2 separate regions of the Sus scrofa genome follow, and region 1 is linked to region 2. Evidence: chromatin contacts called from public Hi-C data. All regions are on one chromosome and are shown on one strand. The core of a region is the stretch at or near the end of the contact, and the rest is flanking DNA. Distances in the headings are between cores, read along the strand shown. Region 1 holds the start of FCHO2 (F-BAR domain only protein 2). Region 2 holds the start of SFXN1 (sideroflexin 1).

Region 1 (4,271 bases), core at 764-3,263, 44 kb before region 2:
AGCCACAATGAGATATTACTTACATTCCTCCACTACAATAAAAAAGATAACAAATGTTGTCCACCATGTGGAAAAACTGGAAGACTCAGACATCACTAATGGGATTGTAAAATGGTGCAACCACTTTGGAAAATGTCTGGCTCTTCCCCAAAATGTTCAATAGAGAGTTACCATATGACCTAGCAATTTCATTCCAGAAAGAAATGAAGACATTTCTAAGTTTTATACGTCCACATAAAAACTTGTACGAAAAGTTTATAGCAGCATTATTCCTAATAGTCAAAAAGCACAAACCACCAAAGATCTACCACTGATGAGTAGACAAATAAAATGTAGTATACATATGTGCGTGTCTGTATGCATACGCTGGATCACAAATTCGGGTAAAATAATGGAATTATGTCCTGACACATGCTATATCCTAGGTGAATCTTGGAGCCATGCTAAGTGAAAGAAGCTAGTCACAAAGCCACATATATGAACCCATTTATATAACTACGTCCAGAATAGATAAATCTACATAGGTAGAAATCTAGAGATTAGGACTAAAGAAAGAAGGAAATTGGGAATGACTGCTACAGGATACCGTGATTCTTCCTGAGGTGATGAAATTGTTCTAAAAGCGTGGTGACATTTGCACAACTCTATGAATACACGAAAAAATTTGAACTGTTTACTTAAACGGGTGTATTGTATGGCAGGTGAATTATACCTCAATAAAGCTGTGTTAAAAACAAAAACCCCAACGTCTAGTATTTATGTCGCGTGTGGAAAACAAGAAACATTCAAGACTAATAATTATGAACCGATGTGATTACTAAGCAAGTCCCCGCTTGAAACATTTGGAAATTAAGAATTTAAGACACACTCCTTACTCACTGAGAGTACTGCTTTAAATATTTCTACATCTTAAATTAAAATGGAATTGTGGCACATGCAACTGTCAAGCCATAAAATGGGATTCCTGAGATACCTAAGTAAACATGCTACTTTCCTGTACATGGCTGAACTGTACTTCCCATTACAACAAACAATAACTGCAGAAAAACACTCCACAGGGAGACTGGGAACTCATTCTCAAAGAACCAGCTAACACTAATACGGAGTTAAGAGGACGGGTGTGGAAAGAATGAGGAAGGGGAAGGAGCACAGGGCACAAGGAGAAGTATCGGTGCATTTAAGCCCAAGGAATCCAGTTACATTAAATTCAACTTTTCTGCGCTTTGTGAACAGGCCCAGAGGCAAAGTCCCGGGCACAGACCCACGAGCCGAGCTGCGAAGCCGAGAGGAAGTGCTGATCCAGCCCAAGCCCGCACGGGAATTCGTGGGGATATGGTGGGGGGGCAAAAAGGCTAAGATGGGGGCCTGCGGGGCTGGAAGGAGGCGAGCTCCCCCCGGCCGGCACTCGCCTGCTGCCCGCGTCTGGGAGCGGCCGCGCCGCGGGCCCGGCGTCCGCGTCTGAGCCGCGGAAGGCGCCCGGCGCCGGGAGTCTCCGGCGGGGCCGGGTCCCGTCTCCCGCCCCATCCGGCGCTTTGTCCCAGCGCGGGCGGCCGGCAGCCCCTCGGCGTCCCCGCCACGGACTGAAGGGCCGCGCTGACAACACCCGCCCCCCGCAGGGGCTGCGAGCCTGCGGGTCTGGGCGGCCGGAGACCAGCCACCCGACGGGCTTCACCCGGGCAGGACGCAGCAGGCGGCGGTCCGAGGACGCTGGCCCTGCCCGCGGAGCCGCCACCGCCCGAAGCGCACGCAGGCCGAGGTCAGCCGCCGAAACTCTCAGACTCCGAAACCCACACAATGTCCAACATCCTTCTCTTACCCAAAAATTCTCAACGAAATGCGCCATGACCATCGTGCCACCGCCGCCGCACCGGGTTCCGCGTCCGCGCCCTCCCGCCGCCGGGTAAACACCGGCCCGGCCCCCACGGCGCCCCCGCCTTTCGCCGCCGCCGCCGCCGCAGCCGCCGCCTTCTTCCCGGAGACCGGCCGGCACCCTCTAGGGCGCATGCGCCACCTAGCGGCTGCAGCCGCGGGGCGAACACTCAAAAGCCGCGGCTCGCTTGCGCATGCGCCCCGGGCCCCATTCCCGGGATTTAGTCCTTTCCACTCCTGCCTGCGCGGGCGCGGCTAAGACAGTATTCTCTAGGGAGTGGTGGAGAATCCGGTCCCGGAGCAGGCACCCCGGAGACTGCCCGCACCCTTCGCGGTGTCATGAGTACTGGCTCAAAAACGGAGCGAAGAGAGGGGCCGGCCAAAGACGGTGGTACCGGTGCCGGCTCCTCTTCCTTCTCGGAAGACCCACTCCCTGTGCTTTCGAGGATCTCGAAGGAACCCAAGTCGGGCTAAACTGGGATAGGGGAAACTTGGCCTCAAGCCATAAGGAGGAGACTGAGAAACCTTTCGTCAACAAGGCGCCTTTCCTTGACAGGGAACTAAGAACCAAAACAAAACTTTTCGAAGCCGGAAAAGAGGAAACGCCCTGTCGCCTGAGAGCCCTGGGCGCTGCTGGAGACCCAGGCACCAAGTCCTTGGCCGAGGCCGCTGACCTATGGCCTGCCTGGAGCAAACCAGCCGGTACTGCCTGCCGACAGCTGGAACGTGACCCGAAACCAACCAATTTCCCCGACCGAGGCAGTTTTGGTTTTGTGTGTGTGTGTAAGTCTCTTGGAGAAGTTGTTCATATAAATCCATGCTTCTCTTAACAACTTGTACCTTTTGGACAAAAGAAACAAGTTTACACACGCCTCAGCCTAATAGAGACACTAAATCCCCTTCCCACGCCTTGTTTTCCAAAGGTTTAGGGGGAAAATATAAACCAGGTCATTTAAATCCACAATCTACCGTTCTTAATGCCAAACCCGACAGTAGATCTAGTGTAGCTTTTACCATACATGCATGTCACACCTCCTCAGAGCTTGTGACTTCAAACGGTAAACCACCACCGTTTCTTCATGGCAAATTATTTTCATCCTCAAAAGCAAAAACCACACAGTGCCTTACCCATAGATGAAGCTGTTGAAGTATTTGCTAGTGGGAATCATTGGATAATGGCCCTGTGATTATATCTTTTTTAGAATATCTTTTAGAAATATTTAGGATGTGTGAATAAAACATCTAGGATTTGCTTTAAAGTAAGTTAGGGAGAGAGGAGGACTGAGTAGGGGTATAGATGAAAAAGACTGACCATGCATTGGTAATTCTTAGAGCTTGGCAATGGAACAGTGGTGGTTCACTACACTACCCTTTCTCTTTGGTTAGGTCTGTGTGTTCCTTTCTTGAAAAGGTCTTCATAAAGCTATCATTTATACCTAGCTTGGGGGAATGTCAAACGTAGAAGTTCGCTACAATTCTCTAAGCCATTAGTCTAGTCCTCTTTCTCCATGCTGAAGAAATTCTAAGAAAAATGTAGCCATCTAGATTATCCTACAAATGAGCTTGGCATTAAATTCCTAGTATCACTGAGCACTACCCTGCTTAGACCTGGGCAGGAGAGGCCCCTATCCTGTATCCCAAACACACACATTAATTTATTTAAAACACACACACACACCCAGACACACATGAGTGTCTCTGCTACTCCCGAGCTGATGCTGAACACTGGCCCATATCAATGCCCTCTCCCGTGGCCAATACTATTTAGGCTCCTAGGAAATACTTCATATCTCTTGCCCTGTACCTTCAAAACAAAAGGTGAAACTCCAAAGGCAGTGAAAATTTGTGGGTGCTAAAGCAGCCCATATCAGAGATAGACTGCTTTGGAGTTCAGGCAGAATCTAAGCAGCAGATTCAGTGCAAGAATGATTAAGCCCAGTAGAATGTTAGAGTGGGAGTTCCTGTCATGGCTCAGCAGTAACAAACCTGACTAGAATCCATGAGGACGAGGGTTAAATCCCTGGCCCCACTCAGTGAGTTAAAGATCCGGCGTTGCTATGAGCTGTAGTGTAGGCCGGCAGCTGTAGCTCTGATTCGACCCCTAGCCTGGGAACTTCCATGTGCTGCAGGTGTGGCCCTAAAAAGACCAAAAAAAGGAAAAAAATGTTAGCGTGGATGGACTTTGGCTATTCAATTCCATTCTTCTTTTAATAACATACTTTTAATTGGTGCTAGATCTTAGGCCTTATAAAAATGCCTTCATTTAAGTTCTACTCGATTTAATTTTCTCACATTAATTTAGATATTTTCAAAAGAATTATTTTGAGCTTGTGTATACTTCAAAGGAGAAGTTACCTTTTTTGATAAAAAAAAATCAAAATAATAAGATTCAGTATTGTCTC
Region 2 (4,054 bases), core at 1,356-3,855:
CCAGCTGACGCCCGTGGAGAGTGGGAGACTGCCCTCGATCCGGAGAGACCTCTTCGCCTGACAACACAGAGAAGGAGACGATGATCTCAAAGCCCTGCTCTGACCACACCGGAAGCTGGTCAGTCAACGCACGGCTGAAGCTTGAGGAATCAGCAGCCTGTGAGCCCAAATGGAAGGAGGGTTTCAAAATAAGCATTCACATTGATGGAAGAGGGCTTGACCCTGCAGCTGTGCTACATTTCCAGAGAATCACGTTTGCGCTCCAAGCTGCCTCTCACAGTGTCTTTCATTCCTTTTATGAAGAGATAAAAAACACCCCACCTCCCATTCCGGCCACAACTAAGAACTTGTTCTTAGCCCTGGCAGAAACTATTGCACAAACTCTCAAGGTCTCCTCTTGTTATGCAAGCGGGGGAACGAACACAGGAGACCACTGGCCTTGGCAAGCCAGAGAACTGGACCCATTAGAGCCTCATAATGAGACTGCATACCCCCAACTCACCAATGGGGTATGACTCCTCAGAACTGCTATTATAGGGAGAAATTGTCTTGCGAGGCGGGGAGGACGGTTTAATGTTTCAGTTGGAAGCCTAACATGTTTAGGCCTAAGGTATTATAATCTGACTGCCCAAAAGACTCAATGGTGGTCAGCCTCCAATCGCTCAGAGCCCAAGCTTAATCCCTTGTCTAACTTTTCCCTCCTTCGACAAACATGGGAAGATATCAGTACTAATATCCAGTGGCGGGCACCAAAGGGATTATATTGGATTTGTGGAAAAATGGCCTATTCCATACTCCCCCCCAAATTGGACTGGGACATGTGTACTGGGAACAATCAGACCTTCCTTCTTCCTGCTCCCGCTGTCACTAGGGGAGCAACTGGGAGTTCCTATACATAGGGCACAGGGTGCCCAGAGAGACCGGAGGGCTCTCCAAATTGGAGACCGGAAAGATGATAAATGGCCCCCAGAATGGATAATTCAATATTATGGACCTGCCACCTGGGCAGAGGATGGCTCTTGGGGATATCGCACCCCTATCTATATGCTGAACCGTATCATCAGACTACAGGCGGTTTTGGAACTTATAACAAATGACACTGCAAGGGCCTTGACTATATTGGCCCAACAACAAACTAAAATGCGCAGTGCAATCTACCAAAATCGCTTGGCCTTGGATTATTTACTTGCTTCTAAAGGAGGGGTTTGTGGAAAATTTAACTTAAGTAATTGCTGTCTACAAAGAGATGACACTGAAAAGGTGGTAGAAGAAATTGCTGATCGCATGACTAAACTAGCCCATGTACCTGTACAAACTTGGAAAGGATGGGATACAGACAGTGTCTTTGGTAAATGGTTCTCTTGGTTGGGAGAAATTAAGACAATGGTCGGAATAATTATGGTTATACTCGCAGGGTGCCTACTTGTTCCCTGCCTTGTACCTCTCCTGATAAATATTATAAAAGGTTTTTATAAAAAAACATGGTTGAAAGAAAAACAGCCTCCCACCTGCTACTTATTAGAGGCTACCAAAGGGTTATGACTGGTGATGATCTGTAAAGGGGTGCAGATGCACCCTGAACATCAAGAGGGGGGAATGAAATGGAGTTTTAACTAAAGAACAACCCCCCACCCCCACCCCTTGGCTAAGAAGGCAGCTGCAAGCCTTTCCAGCTGTGCTAATCCCTATGCCACCCTTCTTGTAATAATGTAACAACTGTGTGCTCTCTGTCCAAGCCAGCAGCCCTGCTAATCAGGTACCCAGTATTGCTTATCAGTTCTGCTCTGTAACCTTGCTTGCTCAGTTTCTTAGGGAGGAACACTGCTTGGGGATTGGGGAGGTCCGGGATGCTTACCTGGGAAAATCAAGACCTTGTAGTGTATAAAAGTTACTGAGAACAAAGACCTGGCGCTCAGACTCTGGAGGTGACTCCTCTGAGCCCGCACCGGTGCTGAATAAACCTTGCTTTTCCATATCTCCGAGTGCTGTTTGTCTCCTTCCGTTGCCACAGTTTTTGCGGTTTCCGCAACAATCTCTCCGCTGGTTAACCATGGTGGCAGCCTTCGTTCTGGCCTTTCTGCCTCAGCATCTCCTTCTCTACAGCCTATTCACACAGCAGTCAGCTTGATTTTTAAAGACACGAATCAGGTCGTGGCCCTTGTATTACCTAAAATCGCCTTGTAGCCCCAGTGGTGCCAAATTCCACACTTTGGGAAACAATGGTTTAAATGAGTGAGTGAGTGAGTGGATGCTGACTAGGAACAGAGAAATGGTCAAGTAAGAAGTCATCCCTAGGGAAAACCAAAATGGAAAACACGGCACTGGCCTCAGCAGAGACCTATACCACGGTGAGGATGAACTTGAGGTTCACGATGGAGCCAGAGGCTAAAGCACGGGCACTGGCCATCGCGCCTGAACCGGGAGGATACCGCGCGCAGGGCGCAGCGACCGGGAGGGCGAGTCCAGGGCCGCCTGCGCGCGTCCGCAGCCCGGCCCAGCCCGACCGCGTGGCTCCGCACGGGGACGCGCTCCGAGGGCGCGCTCCGGGCGGCGGCGGCGCGCGGGGCAGCCGTGGCGGGAGAAACGCTTCCGGTGGCGGAGGAGGCGGCGCCGAGCAGGTCCTGCAAGCGGCGCGAGTGGTGGCCCGCCGGGAGCGGTGAGTCGCGAGCGATCGGCCCGAATGCAGTGAGTGGGAGACGCGCCGGGAGCCTGGCAGAGGGACACGAGCTGGAGCGGGGGCGCGCGCCTGCGGAGTGGTTGCAGGGAGACCCCCGGGCTGAGAGGTCAGAAGCCCCCAAACCATAGCCGGGACTCCCCCGGCCAGGGGCGTCCCTGCACTTTGGGGACCCCTGCCATCCCGCTGCCTGAACTCCCCACCTCCAGCAGCCTGACCTACTCCGAGATCACCCTGAGCCCCCGCAGTGGAGTGGGTCACCCCTGATGGGAGGAGGCCCACCCATCCACTCCCGCAAGCGCCCTGCCACGCTGTCCCCACGGCCGCGTGACGAAACTCGCCGCGGGGGGACACCCAAGATGGCTGCCGCGGGGACAGGCCACGATGGGGACGGGCGCCAGCGATTGAGAAGTGGCCCAGTTGCACCGAACCCCTGCCCCTCAAGTTCCTAGCTTCCTGGCTTCTCTTCCTTGCGCAGAGCGGGGCTCCAGGGTCAGAGACCACCTGGCCCCTGCCCCAGAACTTGCAATATGGTAGGAAAGAAAGAGGCTGGTAATTGGAATAGTGGTCCTTCTGGGACCTTGCATTTTGTGCTGACCTCCTAAGCTTTCCCACATGTTACAGGTCGCTAACCTTCTCAGAATGACAGTAGCCGCAGTGTCTACTTAGTGTGGGCTGGTAATTCGGGTCTACCTACTTTACACTCATCCAGCCCCAGGAGGTACTTGGCTTTGCCTTCCTAATACAGATAAGGAAGCTGGGGCTCAGAGAGGTTGAGTAACCTGCCTTAAATCACACAGTTGGTCACCTATAATCTCAGCTTAAATATTACTTCCTCAAATATGCTCTCGCTTGGCTGCTTGTTTGAAATTGCTCCCTCATGCACACATTCTTTATTAGATTACTCCTGTGTTTTTTCTTTAAGAGCATTTGTCACCAGTTGAAATTAACTGTTGACTTGCTTCTTTGATTCTCTGTTTGTGATCATGGCCTCTGTTTTGCTTCTCTCACTGTTCCCTGCATCAGGTAGACCCTCACTGAGTGCCTGAATGAAAAAGCTTAGCACAAGTGACTTCAAAGCTAGGGCACTTAACCACTCCATGGGCCTTCTGAATTCCCCATGGCATTTTCTGGATACTTTTCTCAAAGTCGTAATCTCTATTCTCCCTCCTCTTCCAGATCTTGACTTGGGTGCCTCTAGCTTTGCTTGTCCTTTGCCCATCCCCAGTCTACTGAGCTGCTTCCATGTTCCAGGCATTGTAAAAGGTGCAAGGTGGGTAGACAGGTAGATAAGGAGGCTTTGCAGCTCTTAAGGTGCTGATCTTGCCATATACAAGCTGTAAGATGAGAGGGAAACCTGGGAGGATGAGTGGAAGCTCC

What was found. A called contact is a pair of places that touch in the nucleus more often than the background predicts.
Region 1: a contact with region 2 is called in a Hi-C map of liver, with 2.6 times the contacts expected there. The contact joins the promoter of FCHO2 here to the promoter of SFXN1 in region 2. A contact is called at or near these places in 2 of 47 Hi-C or Micro-C datasets (embryonic fibroblasts and liver) and 1 of 2 datasets of contacts at active chromatin or transcription factors (skeletal muscle).

What each region holds. Positions count from the first base shown.
Region 1 is chr2:82,099,025-82,103,295 of Sscrofa11.1, reverse strand. It overlaps FCHO2 (F-BAR domain only protein 2), which reads right to left and starts at 2,013. Exons shown (of 26, transcript XM_021084438.1): 1 at 1,817-2,013. The coding sequence starts at 1,849.
Region 2 is chr2:82,056,108-82,060,161 of Sscrofa11.1, reverse strand. SFXN1 (sideroflexin 1) reads left to right here and starts at 2,605. Exons shown (of 11, transcript NM_001098602.2): 1 at 2,605-2,656.